Linked DNA regions of Mus musculus: region 2 is linked to region 1. Evidence: chromatin contacts called from public Hi-C data. All regions are on one chromosome and are shown on one strand. The core of a region is the stretch at or near the end of the contact, and the rest is flanking DNA. Distances in the headings are between cores, read along the strand shown. Region 1 overlaps Gm40164 (a long non-coding RNA gene). Region 2 overlaps Ddah1 (dimethylarginine dimethylaminohydrolase 1).

The links. A called contact is a pair of places that touch in the nucleus more often than the background predicts.
Region 2: a contact with region 1 is called in a Hi-C map of liver, with 2.1 times the contacts expected there. The contact joins two enhancer-like sites. A contact is called at or near these places in 2 of 39 promoter capture datasets (both in liver), 4 of 484 Hi-C or Micro-C datasets (all in liver), 6 of 115 datasets of contacts at active chromatin or transcription factors (embryonic stem cells and extraembryonic endoderm stem cells) and 2 of 9 other capture datasets (adipose tissue and pancreatic islet).

Annotation. Positions count from the first base shown.
Region 1 is chr3:145,622,410-145,629,964 of GRCm38.p6, reverse strand. It overlaps Gm40164 (a long non-coding RNA gene), which reads left to right. Exons shown (of 2, transcript XR_867694.3): 2 at 31-508. Among named protein-coding and RNA genes, the nearest start is that of Gm40164, 6.8 kb to the left of the region's middle. Within about 2 kb of position 4,969, at least 22 of the 459 cell types and tissues checked have an H3K27ac peak or open chromatin away from gene starts, as enhancers often do. A contact at or near this core is called in liver, where this site is marked.
Region 2 is chr3:145,771,863-145,779,031 of GRCm38.p6, reverse strand. The region is part of intron 1 of Ddah1 (dimethylarginine dimethylaminohydrolase 1); the gene reads right to left. Among named protein-coding and RNA genes, the nearest start is that of Ddah1, 17 kb to the right of the region's middle. Within about 2 kb of position 2,926, at least 23 of the 459 cell types and tissues checked have an H3K27ac peak or open chromatin away from gene starts, as enhancers often do. A contact at or near this core is called in liver, where this site is marked.

The DNA.
Region 1 (7,555 bases), core at 3,720-6,219:
CCAGACTCTCTCTCTTCCTGCTGTCTGCAGGTCTGGATGTAGAACTCTCAGCTGGCTCTTTCAGGACCATGTCTGCCTGCACGCTGTCATGCTCCCTGCTGTCACACTCCCTGCTTTGATAATGGACTACACCTCTGAAACTGGAAGCCACTTCCAATTAAATGTTGCTGTGTCATGGTGTCTCCTCGCAGAAAGACCATCATCAAGTGGCTGTTTAGCTTCGACATGCGATTTTAAGAATCGTGTGGAAATACACGAAGCAAAGTAGGCCACTTCTGCCACTTTCTGTCATGCAGCCTGTGGCATCTCACTGCCATCCTCTTCAGAACTTCACCACCTCAAATTCAGCCCCACGCAGCTAAGCACACCCGGCTTCTGGTGCCCAGGCCCCAGTAGCCACTGTCTCGTTCTCCAAGTCTACAAGTTTCACCAGCCCAGGTCTTCCAGCATTTCTTCTTTTGTGTCTGGCTTACTGCACTTAATCTAATGTATTCTTTTTGAGAAATGATTCACTTTTATGTTTCTGAGTGTTTTGCGTGGGTGTATATATCTCATGTTTCCAGAGGCCAGGAAAGGGCACTGGAGCCTATGGAGCTGGGGCTACAGGGCATTCATTTATGAGCATCCTGATGTGGGTACTGGGAACAGAACCCTGGTACTCAAGTGCTCTTGGCTCCTTAGTCCTCTAATAGCTTCTTAATTTATTAACTTTGAAGAAAGGGCATTAGATAGGGTCTCTATATATAGTCCACTCCAGCCTCAAACTCTTGATTCCTCTCTCTCTCTCTCTCTCTCTCTCTCTCTCTCTGTGTGTGTGTGTGTGTGTGTGTGTGTGTGTGTGTGTGTGTATGGACATGAGCGCTCATGCCCGTGTGTATGTGTAAGTAAATGTGTGTGTGCATGGGTACTCCTGCCTATGTTTGTGTGCACTTATGTGCGGACACGGGTGCTCATGCATGTGTGTGTATGTAAGTGCTTCCATGGAGGTCAAAGGTCTATCTCTATTGTCATTCCTCAAGTGTCATCTACCGTTTATTCAGCCATTTCCTTAATTTATTCTGTTGTTGAGATAGAGTCTCTCTCTAGCCTGTAACTCACTGATTCAGCTGGGCAGACTGCCAGCAGAACCCAGGGCTCCTGGTCCATGCCTTTTGTGATTGCCTGTTGGATCAGAAAGGGCGCTGCTGCTGTGAATGGCCCCTCTCTGCTGGCTTGAAGTTTTCTATGTCTTACACATAGTCTCTTGGTCTCACACCCTCAACCTTTGAGCTTCTCTAAATGGCTTTCTCGATGCTTTAAAGAGTGTACAAGTAGCCACAACTGGCCTCTAGATGTCTCCAGTGTTGGAGGCCAAGAGTCCTGGGTTGAGATTTGTGCAGAAAGTTACATCCCAGAGAGGCAGGGCAGAATGGCAGCCTTCCTTTCCGACCACCCTCTCTGCATTCCTGGCTCAATAAGGCAAACGCTTTAAGACCTACCTCACTGAATCAGCCTAGTGCTCCAGCCTCAAACTCCTGAAACCCGAGAGGAAACATGACAAAGCGTCCTCTGTCCTTACAAATGCCACTTTTGAAATAGTCAAAATGACTTCCAAGTGAAGACACACAGCAGCATTCACCAGTGTTAGGAGGAGTTGAGAGATGAGACTACAGTCCATGAGCTCCTTCTGTGAGTTCTAAGACGAAGGAAAAATAGAAAATTGGGAAGGGTGTTAAACACACAGGGAGGCAACGGGTACCTGTGGAGCCAGGTTGGATACATTTTGAGTTTGCTCTTTTTATGAATTTGAAATCCCAGACTTTTAAATTGGTCTCCAGTATCACTGCCACCCCCACTCCAACACAAAGAGAACATCTTTTTCCATCATGAGCCTCCATTCAGAAGGAGGCTCACATGGGGGACCAATCACACAGGCTGTGCTGCCTCAGCAGGCAGCAGGCGGGATTGCAACCTTGTGTTTCCTCCTTCCAGGAAGCCTGGCTGCATAGGAGAAGCAGAGGGTGTGTACCCATGGCCCACAAACTCCCTCTTGCTTGGATAATACAACTCTAACTCTGGCCCTTACATTTCAATTTCTTACATGTGCCCCTAAAGACATCCGGCGCTTCTGGAGAGGCAGCCTAGTGGACAAGAGTGCTTGGTGCCTTTGAAGAGGACCTGGGTTCAGTTGCCAGCACTAACATGACAGCTCAGTTCACATCTAACTCTAGTTCCAGAGGATACAATGTTGCTTCTGGTCTCTGCAGGCAGTGCAGGCTTTTGGTGCCTGACATACCTAAAGTAATATATATATATATATATATATATATATATATATATATATATATACATACACACACATATACATATGTATATATATGTATGCTCTTTACTTCCCAACCTGTATGTGTGTGTATATATATATATATATATATATATATATATATATATATACTCTTTACTTCCCAACTTGTAACAAACCATTGTGGTGGCTGGCAAACATGTCTCCAGATCTGATTACGTTTAGCTATTCTAGCTGCAAAGCTGAGACAAATGAGACTTTTGTGTAAGATACAGAAGAAGTGAGACCAAAGAAAGAATGTAGGCAGGGAAAGAACAGTGAACTCACAGGACAAGCTGGGCATAATGGTACATGATGCCTCATCTGCTCCTACTAAAGAGAACAGAGCTGGGCAGTGGTGGCACTTGCCTTTTAATCCCAGCACTTGGGAGGCAGAGACACATGGATTTCTGAGTTCAAGGCCAGCCTGGTCTACAGAGTGAGTTCCAGGACAGCCAAGGCTACACAGAGAAACCCTGTCTCGAAAAACCAAATAAATAAATAAATAAAAATAATAAAAAAAGAAAAACCAAGAAAACAAAACAAAAGAGAACAGAAATAAGACGCATCTACAGAGGGACTCTCACGGGGTTACAGAAGCTAGGTGTGTGGAGTTTGAAGAAGACAGAGAAGGGATGCTAGCTCGGAGTGACTGAACAGAAGATAAATACCACGTGACAGGCCAAACAGAAAATACAACCCACCTGTTCTGGGAAGGGCCGTGGTGCTTGAAGTCCTGTTTACATATAGGAATATAGGCCTTCCTTGTGGTTTCTTATGTAAGTTAAAGCCTCAACCATTAAGAAATACAGAAAGTGGGCTGGTGAGATGGCTTAGTTGGCAAGAGTACCCGAATGCTCTTCCGAAGGTCCGGAGTTCAAATCCCAGCAACCACATGGTGGCTCACAACCATCCATAACGAGATCTGACACCCTTTTCTGGAGTGTCTGAAGACAGCTACAGTGTACTTTACATATAATAGTAAAAAAAAAAAATACAGAAAGCAACTTCTTGTCTTTTATTCAAGATGAATTAATGAATGTCAGAGTGTCACTGATATTTACACTGAGAACGATCTCAGAAGACATCTGGTCCAGATCAGAAGAATATTGTCCTGGATAAAGCCACTCACTCAATCAACAGAAAGTCCCAAAGGATTTTTAAAAAATAATCTCTTGTGTACATGTGATGGGCAGACAGCATCCCAGCAGATCTGAGAATCCTTTAAGCAATGTGAACTACACAAAGTATATGCAGTGTACTCCCCGCCAGACTTCAGTCCAGGTGAGTGAACTAGAAAATGTGGATTTAACTGCACAGAATGGTACATACCTGCAATCCCAGTATTTGGAGGTGGAGCTTAAAGGATCAAAGAGTTCAGGGACATCACATGGGGCTACACAGTGAGTTTGCAGCCAGCTGGGGTTATGTGAAGCCTGGTGTTGAAACAAACAAACAAAAAAAAAAGACAGGAAGAAAGGGGGAGGGGATATAGAGGAAGGGAAGAACAAAAGCAGGAAGATCAAGATTTAATAGTGTTGTAATTATACTAATTACATTGTCACCCAAAAGTGCTCCTTCAGGATTGACGGACATGAGCCCCTTGGAGATGAGTCTCTGTCCTCCCATTTACTGGGCCTGGGAGGATACACTGTTCGTGGCAGAGTGGTAAAGTGGATGGGTCTCAGCCAGATACAGAAAGTCACAGTACAACAATTTGCCACTGCACCCACATCTTGTTCCTTGGTGGTCAGTAGCTTGGGCTCTTCGACGATCATCTGGTCTGATCCCAGCAGTCCACAGTGTGGCCCTGCCTAACGTCCTTGACTTTCCGCAGAGTGTTCCAGGCACAGTCTGGTCAAGACCAGAGCGCATTTCAGAACAAAGCCACCCTCGTCCTCGTTGAGAACGTCAGACTCTAACCATCACTCCAGAATGACACTGACTGAGTGCTGACTGTTGGCTCACTTCCATCCCAACAGCACACAGAGACACATGGAAGGGCTCCTTGCTTGTTTCAGAGAGGAGGGAAGCAAAAGCCACTCACAGCTGAGCCACTTGCCAGAGGTGACACAGCGAGTAAGTGACAGAGCTCTGTACTACTCAACCCTTAGCTCCCTCAGCCTCCTCAGGGCTGAGTAGCATCTTTGTACCATGACCTCCACCTTACGTTGCTATCAAAAGATTCACATGATCAAGATTCAGAAGCCTGGTTTCTGACTGGTCACGTTTGTTTTGTCATGCATACATACCACTTCCTGTTCTTTCTATGCATATTTCCATCAAATAAAACCATATGCATTGTCATAGCAACACTGCAACACACACACACACACAAACACACAAACACGGTGCAGTCTCTGCAGTAGAGAATTGCAAAGATCTGTGGGAATTTTCATTGCGTTGTTGTTTGTTTTAAATAAAAAAGAAACCCCCTCTGTCTACATCCGAACAGAATCCCATGGCAACAGTGCAGACAGGCACGTGCTTCGGTGCCCCTCACATACCCTGAGCTTCTCCGGCCTTGCTGATCAATAGTTTTAGATCATCAGAAATTTGGCTGCAATGCTTGTGATTAAGCAGGGAGCCCAGTGACCAGACTGATCTAGCCCTCCAATGAGACAAAGGTCACTGCCCAGAATGCCAGCACTGGCTCTGACTGCCAGTTCCCATCCATTGGTGCTTGTCACATGCAGAGACTCTGGGGACATGTCCTTGGCCTTGGGGAACCCTCAAGCTGGTCAGGTCCCAGGCACTCCTGCCAGGGACCACAAGTCCTCGTGTGTGTGTGTGTGTGTGTGTGTGTGTGTGTGTGTGTTCAAGCCCCTCAGAAATGTCTCATCTCAACTATTACTACAGCATCCTCTACAACATATTTCATCCTATATTACTTCATCAAAGTGGTATCAGTATCAACCACACTTCACAGATGAAAACCTCCAGCCTTGGAATGGTTAGCGACTTGTCCAGACCAACAAATTTGAAAAGACAAGAGGAGAGATTTGAGTCCAGGACTGTTCCTGATTTTGCTTTAAGCCGTTCTATGTGGCTCCTTATTTCCTGGGTGCTCTGGAACTCATCTGCCCACAGATTCACTGACCTGAGCCTGCATTATGATACCTTCTTGTCTAGCTCCTGGGTACAGCTGCAGGAGATGGGCTGGCTTTGAATGTCTCTGGTTCTCTATCAGGTCCTCCCTCTCCCTCTCCCCCTCCCCCAACCCCACTCTCCCTCAAGTCCCAGGTTTTATATTACCACTGTTACTTCTACTACTATTATTTTTAAAGATTTATCTATTTTTAATTTATGTGTATGAGCATTTTGCCTGCATGAGTACCTGGTACAGACAGAAGCTAGAAGAAGGTGTCAGACCCCCTGGAAATGGAGTTACAGATAGCTGTGAGCTACCATGTGGGTGCTGGGAATCGAACCCACATCCTCTGGAAGAGCAGCCACTGCTTTTAACTGTGAGCCATCTCCCAGAGCCTTTATTTGTATCTTCTCTGTTACTGTTATTATTTTATGGTTTCACATATTCTAGTAAATGAAGACACACCGAAATAAAGAAATTCTCAAGCCACTGGGGAATGAAGAGCTGTTCTCAGAAAGGGGAGCACTCACTAGCTGAAGGGGAGGAGGTTCGCCATTCCACCCATGGATCACCTAATATGGTCCTTGGCTGCTTAACCACTGAACTTGGGCTGGTGTTACCCATGGTCACAAAGGTGCTGAAGGACAGCTGTCAGTTGATTGCAAGAAGACTTGCTCTCTCTGGAATGCTTGGCTCCATGCCGGGTGTGGGAAACCCACTTTATGACACAGCCTGCTCTCACACCCAGGAGACAGACAGGGTTGGTGTTATCGCTTAAGACATTCAGGAGCCAACACCGATGCTTTAGCTGGGTACCTGTCCTGTCCAAGAGTTGGCAGTGGCAGGGCTGAGGGTCCACTCGGGTCCTTTGCAGGACTGACTTCCCAGAGGATGCTTGGAGTTGGCCAGTGGGGGGAAAACATTGCTAAGGATGAGCCAGCAGGGATTCTGCAGACTCAGGCTGACTTTAACCAATGGTGGGACGCAGATGGGGAGGAAGGAAAACACTTCCCTACTTCCTTGTCCAAACCCAGAGGGGGGATCCAAGGTTCAGTCAGGAAGGCTCTTTGTTTAATCAATTGTTCTTGCTTTCAGAACTAAAGTGGAAATGACCCAGTGAAGAAGGAACATGAGCACAGCTCGCCCTGGTCACACGATGAAAACATATACACTGGCCAATGGGTACACCACTACTCCGCCCATCCCTTCAGAGGGAGAAGGACTCCCTTTCGTCCCGGAAGCCTATTAAAACATTCCTACCAGGGAGTCCCTGCTCCTCCTCAAGGGACACTGTAAGAGACCTTGTTCCTCAAAGCGCAGCCACACAAAGGGTTCTGTGTAGACAGGCGCTATTATTCTAGACACGCAGTGAAGCATGACGGATGTTGTGTGGACAAAGGCTGGACAGAGGATGCACGCCCAGATGCTGTCTGGGCCAGGTCGCAGCGGCAATGATCTAATGTCTTCTGGCTCCTTCTTTCTTTGCTTTTCCAATTTGGTTTGAATATTTGTATTACTGTATTATTTTCCCTGCACAAGCGCCACTGCTGTGCACGGTTAGGTCATTTACACAGTTGGGTAAGGAGACACATCTGAGATGAGATGAGCTACAGCTGCCAGCTGCCTGCCCTGGGACCTACAGCCATCACTCCTTCCGGTTGGTCTCAAAGACACTACCTGAACCAAGGATCTACGTTTTTACTTTTGAAATGAACTTTGCAGTACTAGGGCATAAATCCAGCATCTTGTGATTCTAGGCCAAGCATTCTCCCACTGAGCCACATCCGCAGCTGAGGATTCAGGTTTTAAGTGCTATACTCTCTCTTTAAAGACAGGGTGGGCACATCTTGTTTTTGTATGCGTTGGGTTGCCCATCCAGTGACATGGTTCTCAGGGCTAATTATAGCCCCACAGTGAGAGGCTCCTGACAAAAAAAGATACCTGCATTTCATTGGCTGGGGCTTGTGGTCCATGACAGATACACTGAAGCAGACCCTGGGCAAGGGAAAAGGAAAAGAAGTTGTAGAAGAAGAAAAGGGTAAGTTTGCCCCAGGGGCAAGTCCAGAAATGTATGTTGCTGCTAAGAGTCACTAGAACTGAGGGCTAGCCACCCTCCCTGGTGTGAAATCTCATGGATAAATAGC
Region 2 (7,169 bases), core at 1,677-4,176, 150 kb before region 1:
AGGATTACAAAAGGAGCCGCATTCTGTAGGGTTCATAGGTAGAGGGGCTGTGGACCCTGCATCAGGCTGAGGGTCCCTGCACACTCACTCTCTGTCTCCCTCTCTCTGTCTCTCTCTCTCTCTGTTTCTGTCTCTCTCTCTCTCACACACACACACTCACAGAGGGAGGGAGAGAGAGAGAGAGAGAGAGAGAGAGAGAGAGAGAGAGAGAGCAAGCACACTGTAGCTGCTCTGTTTCCAGCTGGCTGAGGGAACTCTGTACTACCTTAATGATGATGGCACTCGACCAATATCTCCTTCCCCATCCAATAGCTCTCAACTCTGTGACATTTGCCATAGAGCAGGGTTCACAGGAAGAGAGGTTTGTCCCCAATAACACCTAGGCGGAATTACTTTCTGAAGTTCCACATGGCTGCCCGTGGTGATATTTTGCTTATGAACTGCAATCCAATGTGGCAGCTCCCCCCGCCCTTGCTTTTTCCCAAGAACCGTTGTCCTCCCCACATATGAGAAAACTTTGGCTCAGCAGAGCTGTGGCTGAAGTCACGTAGCCAAGAACAAAGAGAGGCTCAGGGGTCCTCAACTCAAATCTTCTATTCCTCCTATGATTCCAAAGTTGTCACCTGTGCAGCAGCCACCAGGGTGGGCCTACGGAAGAAAGGGACCCCTAGACTGTACTGAAGAGTCTACTGATTCACTGAGTACTGACTGTGTGCCAAAGGTCACAGGCGCTGTGGGAAGAACCTTGACAGAAGATGAAGAAGGAGCTTCAGGGGATCACTCACTACAATGAAGTAGTGTTTGAGACAGAGCAAATCGGTCTCAGTGACTCTGGGAGGTCTATGAACGTGATAAACATCTGAGCTGTGTTTAGTAGGATGGATCCAGGAGTTAAGCAAACACAATCATCACTGTTGTTGTTGTTGTTGCTGTTATTATTATATCATCATCATTATTGTTGATAGGCTGCTCACCTAGCTCAGGCTGCTCTCAGATTGGCTGGGCATTGGGGGATAATGCTCTTGAATCCCTGGTCTTCATGCCCCCCACCCCATCTCACAAGGGCTACAAGTACTGGTGTCACTCACTCTGCTTGACACTAAAAATATTATTTTGAAGTCAAGAAAGAAGAGTGTGTGTGGGGGGAGGGGGGGATATGACCCCGTGGAAGAATGCTTGCCTCAATGGAAGGAAGGGGGAAGGAAAGGGGCTGGTAGGGAAAGCAGGAGGCAGAGAAGAGGAGAGGAGAAGAGAGGAGAGGAGAGGAGGGGAGGGGAGGGGAGGGGAGGGGAGAGGAGGGGAGGGGAGGGGAGGGGAGGGGAGGGGAGGAGAAGGAGAAGGAGAAGGAGAAGGAGAGGGGAGGGGAGGAGAAGGAGAAGGAGAAGGAGAAGGAGAAGGAGAAGGAGAAGGAGAAGGAGAAGGAGAAGGAGAAGGAGAAGGAGAAGGAGAAGATGAAGATGAAGATGAAGATACAGAAAAAGGAGGTGAGGAAGGAGAGGTAGATGGGTGATTTGTGCAGTGTTAGCCCTGGACTGGGTATTTTGGAGCCTTGACATCTACGGATCTGCATGCCAGAGATCATCTGCATCAAATTAGAAGAGATGGTTAAGATACACAGAAGAATAAAGAGGTCCGCCTGTGCTCCCCACAGCGCGTGTGATGAGAAGAAGATGACGTTACTTTTCAGAGCCAGATGAATCTACCCCAGAGCTAAATGCCATCTGCCACTCCTACCATTTTTAGAACGCAACCTCAAAGTAACACAAGCCAGTAAAGACATCTGGAACCCCCCCTACCCTCGCTTCCCGGTTAGATGTTGAGACACTCGCTGAGCTGCCCTGCCTCCGTGATTGCTCGTTATCATGACTAAGTGCGTGCTTTCAGGAAAAGGGAGAGTAGAGCATCAGCCCAGCCCAGGGAGCTAAGCCCATCTTTGGTATGACGTTCTGGCAACATCATGACCAAGGTAGGATGGTGACACACACCGCCCATAGCTCAGCACCTCGGATCCTTTCCTTCCCGCTCCCTCCTTCCTTGTGTTCACCCAGCTCCTCCTTCCACCGCCAACTCCTTCAGTCCTTCCCACCAACCTGCAGAGCTAGCTCACACCTTACCACGATTCTGAGCAGATACTGTCAGGGCTTCTTTTGGCTGGTCCCTCCCCTTTCTCCTTCTGCCTTCCCTTTGTCCCTTTCCTCCTTAGTATTCACTCTCCCTACAGCAGTAGCTCTTAGATAATGACATTTCACCGAGGGCCAGGCCACCTTTTAACAAGAGGGAGAAGAAGGACATCATTGAGTTTCAAGAAAGTTGGTGAGACTGCGGTCTCCTCACCCAGGGCTCTTTGTCTTACACAACTCTTGGGTGTTTGGATGAGCACAGCAGGAGGAGGCCAGAAATACATGAGGCACTGTCTGAGTATTTATACACAAAACCATGGGTGTGTGCAGACTGACCACTCTAAGGAAACCAATCTGACCTTTGAACCCTGCAACTAATTTGATAGAATTCAGGTTGGGGAACTGTCCTAAACCTGGCGTACTTACAGCTGCCCAGCTACCGATGGCTTGATTTGGTTGCTTGGCTCAACAAAGTAATCTAGACCCGTGAGACTCCGGTTGGCCACAAGTTATTATCAGCTTAAGTTATAGATAAATGGGCAGACAGACCATAGAGATCCCGGAGAGAGGAGAGGGAGGTCAGATACCATCCACGGTCCTAAGGATTTTGTGGTTTCAACTTGAGTACAACTGTAACTGTTGTTCTCTTTCCCCAGTGGGCAAGGGTAGTTCTCTGTTTCCATCCTAAGAGGGAAAAAAAATCTGACTAGAATATAAAATCACTAACCCGATAACATGACTGCTAGCCTGAGCCTGGAGGCCGATCCCTTCCACCCTAAGACTTGCCAAAGATTCAAATTGAGTTACCAGGAATCCAGTTACCAAGAATTACAGGTTTAGTCAGTGTGAATTATGCACAGTGTTACAGTGGCCTTTGCTCTCTGAGTTTCCTCATGCACAGGCCCACCCTCAATGCAAACGCTGGAATGGTTTCTTCTTGGCAAATCCACTTTCTCTTTTCACAACCAGGAGCCAGAGGAGGCGGCTGTGCTCCTGTCTCCATCTCTCCCTCCATCATCCTGAGGAGGCTGTGGAGATCTCATAGCGTGTTTGTGTTCAGCAGTCCACCAGTTACGGTTGGGAGCTGCAACCTCATTATCCGCTCTCGTTAGAGCATCCCAGCCCATTATTCCAGGTTGGTATCCTGGCGCATCAGCCTGCACCTATGTTTTTATCTTTATCATCCCCACACACACTCTTCACGTCTCTCTATCAGCCATGCTCTGAGACACAGCAGCAGGGATTCCTGCTAAGAGTAAGAGGTTCTGAGGCCAGATTTTATGTTAGATGTCTGTGACGTGTTCTCATCCTTCCCACACAGCCCACCTGTGTTTACAGGACCATCTCTACCGACTGCATTCTGTTCAAACCATCAGAAGAGAACTCCCACGTGAGCCACTGACGTTGGAAGGAATGTCCAGCCCAGAGCTGCCCCACACTCCCACCATGGCCTAGGACAGCAGTGACCCAGCTGACCTTTCTGCTGGAGGGCCTGCGTCACTCCCTTTGTTCCATTCTTTGCTATATGGAATTGCAACAATGTGAACAATTTTTCTTTTTGAAAAAAAAGAAAGAAAGAAAGAAAGAAGGGAAGAAAGAAAAAAAGAATCTTAGAACACAGGAAATCCACAGTTTTGACAACTGGGATGCTCATATTTTAATCTGCTTAATTAAACACGGTAAAACTGCTTTTGCATCAGCAAATGCTACTTTGCTAAATTGCACTGAAGTCACTCTAATGAGAGATCCAAGTTCCTTGATTAAACTTGGTCAGGGTGGTAACATTTCAGGGATAGCTACCACAAGAGCTGGGAGAGAGAAGGAAAAACAGGGTTTGTGCCTCAGTTGTCACCGGACACTAATCTTCCTGGTAGGTTAAATCTAACGCAAAGCCCACTCTGGGTCTATCAGTCAGTAGTGTGGTTCACAAGTTCAAGGCCTAGGCCTGGCTGCAACTCTGGGCAAAGGAGGAAAAGTCACAGTAGAGGCTGACATCAGTAGGTCTCACACGGGACACACAGTGGCAGGAACATCCAGAATAAGGTAGGCTGCTGTTCAGCCCAGTGTATTCACCTGCGGATACACCAGGAGGGTTGGCAGAACATGGCACCAGAAAACCCTTGGCCATAAGTCGCGGGGATTCCACAACTTTATGGGTCAATCTTTGAGTTTTGTATTAGAAATCCAGACAGGAAACCAGCAGAGAATAGAAGTAAATCGAAGCCCAGTTAATCAAACCAGTTCACAGTTTGAACATATGAAACGAATAATGGTCACCTCAGGGCAGGCCAAACAGCAGACATGACCAGGCTGGCCAACTGACCTAGTGGTCAAGAGACCTCTTATTTCCTCTACTAATATCGAGAACTGACTACGCCCAGAGTTTGGAACAGGGCCAAGCCAGCTGCTAAGAAGGATGGACTGGTGGGCTGGCGCACATTGGTGCTGTGCATGAGACACGGTATTGCTGCTTCTTTTTGTGGATGAACCAGTCCCATTTCACTGTGATAAGGTGGGTTGTGCTGGAGTGGGGGCGGTCTACAAATCCATGAGATGGACCCAAGGACAAGAGACCACCATGTTCTGAGGAAAGTTCACACTGTGGGGCTTAATCTTCGGGGAGCACGGTGGTATTAGACACACGTAGGAGACCCTATAGGGGTTCAAACAGTACAGGGATGAGAGTGAATGAGGGCTGGCCAGAGACAAGTACCTATGGGGTCACCATTTGGGGCAGGACTATAGTGTCCTCCAGCAGGGACTGTAATATTAATAAGTATACAATCAGAATTGTACAAACAGGAGCGGCAGTACATGGGACCCACCAATTTCTTTTGAGTGTAGGGAACACAGCCTATAGCAAGACTAAAGAGAGAAGACTCAGGAGCCAAGGGCTTCCTCAAGCCTTAACAGACAAGAAAGCATTTAGTCATGGGCTTAAGGAAGCTGGGACTCAGATCCTGGCATGTAACCCTGCCTCGTGCCTGTCACATTCAGGGACAACAAGATCTCAGCCTACGTGTATCTGCAGCCCCTCAGGCAAGACTCAGGTGCCCAGAAACAAGTCTCGGGGCTGTTTACCCGTACTGTGCCTCACTACTGCTTCCACTGTTGGCCTGGGGTCTTTAAGACCAACTCCGCCATGGAGTTAGGGTAACGGGTATTTCACAACAGTGACTATCTGTGTCTCAACTTTCATGCACTTTTCGGAAAATTTCCCCTGGAATATCTATGGGAAGGCTGAGCAAGAGCCAGTGTGGGGGTGAAGGTGGAGTTAACCCCGAGAGGGCAGCCTCCGTCCTGGAGCAGGGAAGATTTGCAGTACTCCTGTTCAAACTGGTTTTCACCACCCTCTTCTGTGCTTACAAGTTAAGGTCAAGACTCTCCACAGCTGTCTAATTCTGTGGACTAGATCGCAGTCAGTTAATGTTAAGCACGGCTAGAGACGACAGCCTTCTGTGCTTCTCTGAGTGAGCTAGCCATACGGGTGAGGGGCAGAAATGGGTAGCTGCTGGTTGGAAGCAATGTCTTCAGCAGGAGAAGGGCATATCTCCGTGTCTCCACTGACTTTGGTCAGCTGAGTCTTGGCGGGCACCAAGCTTATGGCTATAATATTGATATCAATAATGTCTTAAGAGCCCTAATCTCCCAACAATGGGTTGGGAGTGCATGCTTGCTCTCTTGCAGAGCTACCAAATGCCCTGGCTTTGGAGAAGAAATACTGGCTCTCCATCTGAGCCTTAGAATTGCTATGGTTTGACTGTGGTTTGAATGTCACCTTTAAAGATCCCTAGTCTGGAAGCTTGGTCCCAGTGCGAGAGGGGACTGGATCACAACCACTATCATGAATGGATTAAGACCACTACAGGGGGATTAGCCTGAGTGCTATCAAGAGTGTGGCATTTTGTAGTGAGAGGAAGCTGGTATGTTCCTGGCATCCTGCCCTGGTTTTTACAATCTTTCCTCCTTTGCCTTCTTATACTTGGGCTTCTGGTTGGCACAGAGCTCATTCCCCATGGGCAGGGTGCTCCCATGTGCCTCCTGGCACCATGGCATTTAGACCACCCGTTCACTGGAATTGTGAGCCACCTCCACCTTATAAGTCAGTCGTGGAGACTCAAGTGTTTTGTTATAATACAACAAGCTGGGTGAGCATAAACAACTAGTAACTAACTATTCAATCTTATGATACTGAGTGTTCGCTCGTTTGAGGAGATAATGGGAGCAAATGGAGTGAGTTGGGGTTACTGCACTGGTGAGAGAGATAGAGGGGTGCACAGCACAGCACAGCACAGCACACAGAGCACACAGAGCACCATACCTGTCAGTCGTGCTTGGAGTGTTCCTAGCTCTGAATGCCGCTAACAGGGTACATAGCAGGGAAGGTCATTCATCTCCTGCCTCTCTCCTAACTTGAACGTTTTCCATTCGCTCAATGGTCCCTTAGCCTGGGAAGACTCTACACTCAGAACTGCACCCAAAGAGTGCGGGGTCATCCCAGGCAGCCCTGAACTGGCTCTTAGTTTCTGGAGAGAGCCATGGAGCTGAAGGTTCATCCTGGAATGTGCGGGAACAGCGGGATGTAGATGCTGAGTTTAATGTTCAAAGCCAGCTACGCTCTAATACCCATAGTCACAGTCCTTACAGACGGTCTTTACATTCATGTCTCCATTCAGACTTCCCTAGTTTATAGGCAGGAATTCCGGCCCCCCATAGTGGTCACTGTTAGCCCTCAGAAACATGGCTTTTAATAAGAGGTTGGGGTTGTATGAGGGCTCATTGAGCAAAGCGATTGCCACTCAGGCAAGAGGACCTGAGTTTGGTCTCTTGCACCCACATAAAAAGACAAGTATGGTGGCAAATGCCTGGAATCCCAGGTATCACTTGATTAACAAATGAAGGAATCACTTCTAAGTACTCTGATCAACTCTGCGGTGTTGTGTGAGCGAATCTTGCCACGTGAGCCTGTCTGGCTGCTGGGAAGAGCCCATGGCTGTCTGCAGAGAGCTCCCTCTTCTTGTTCCGTCTTACAGGGTGACACACAGACAA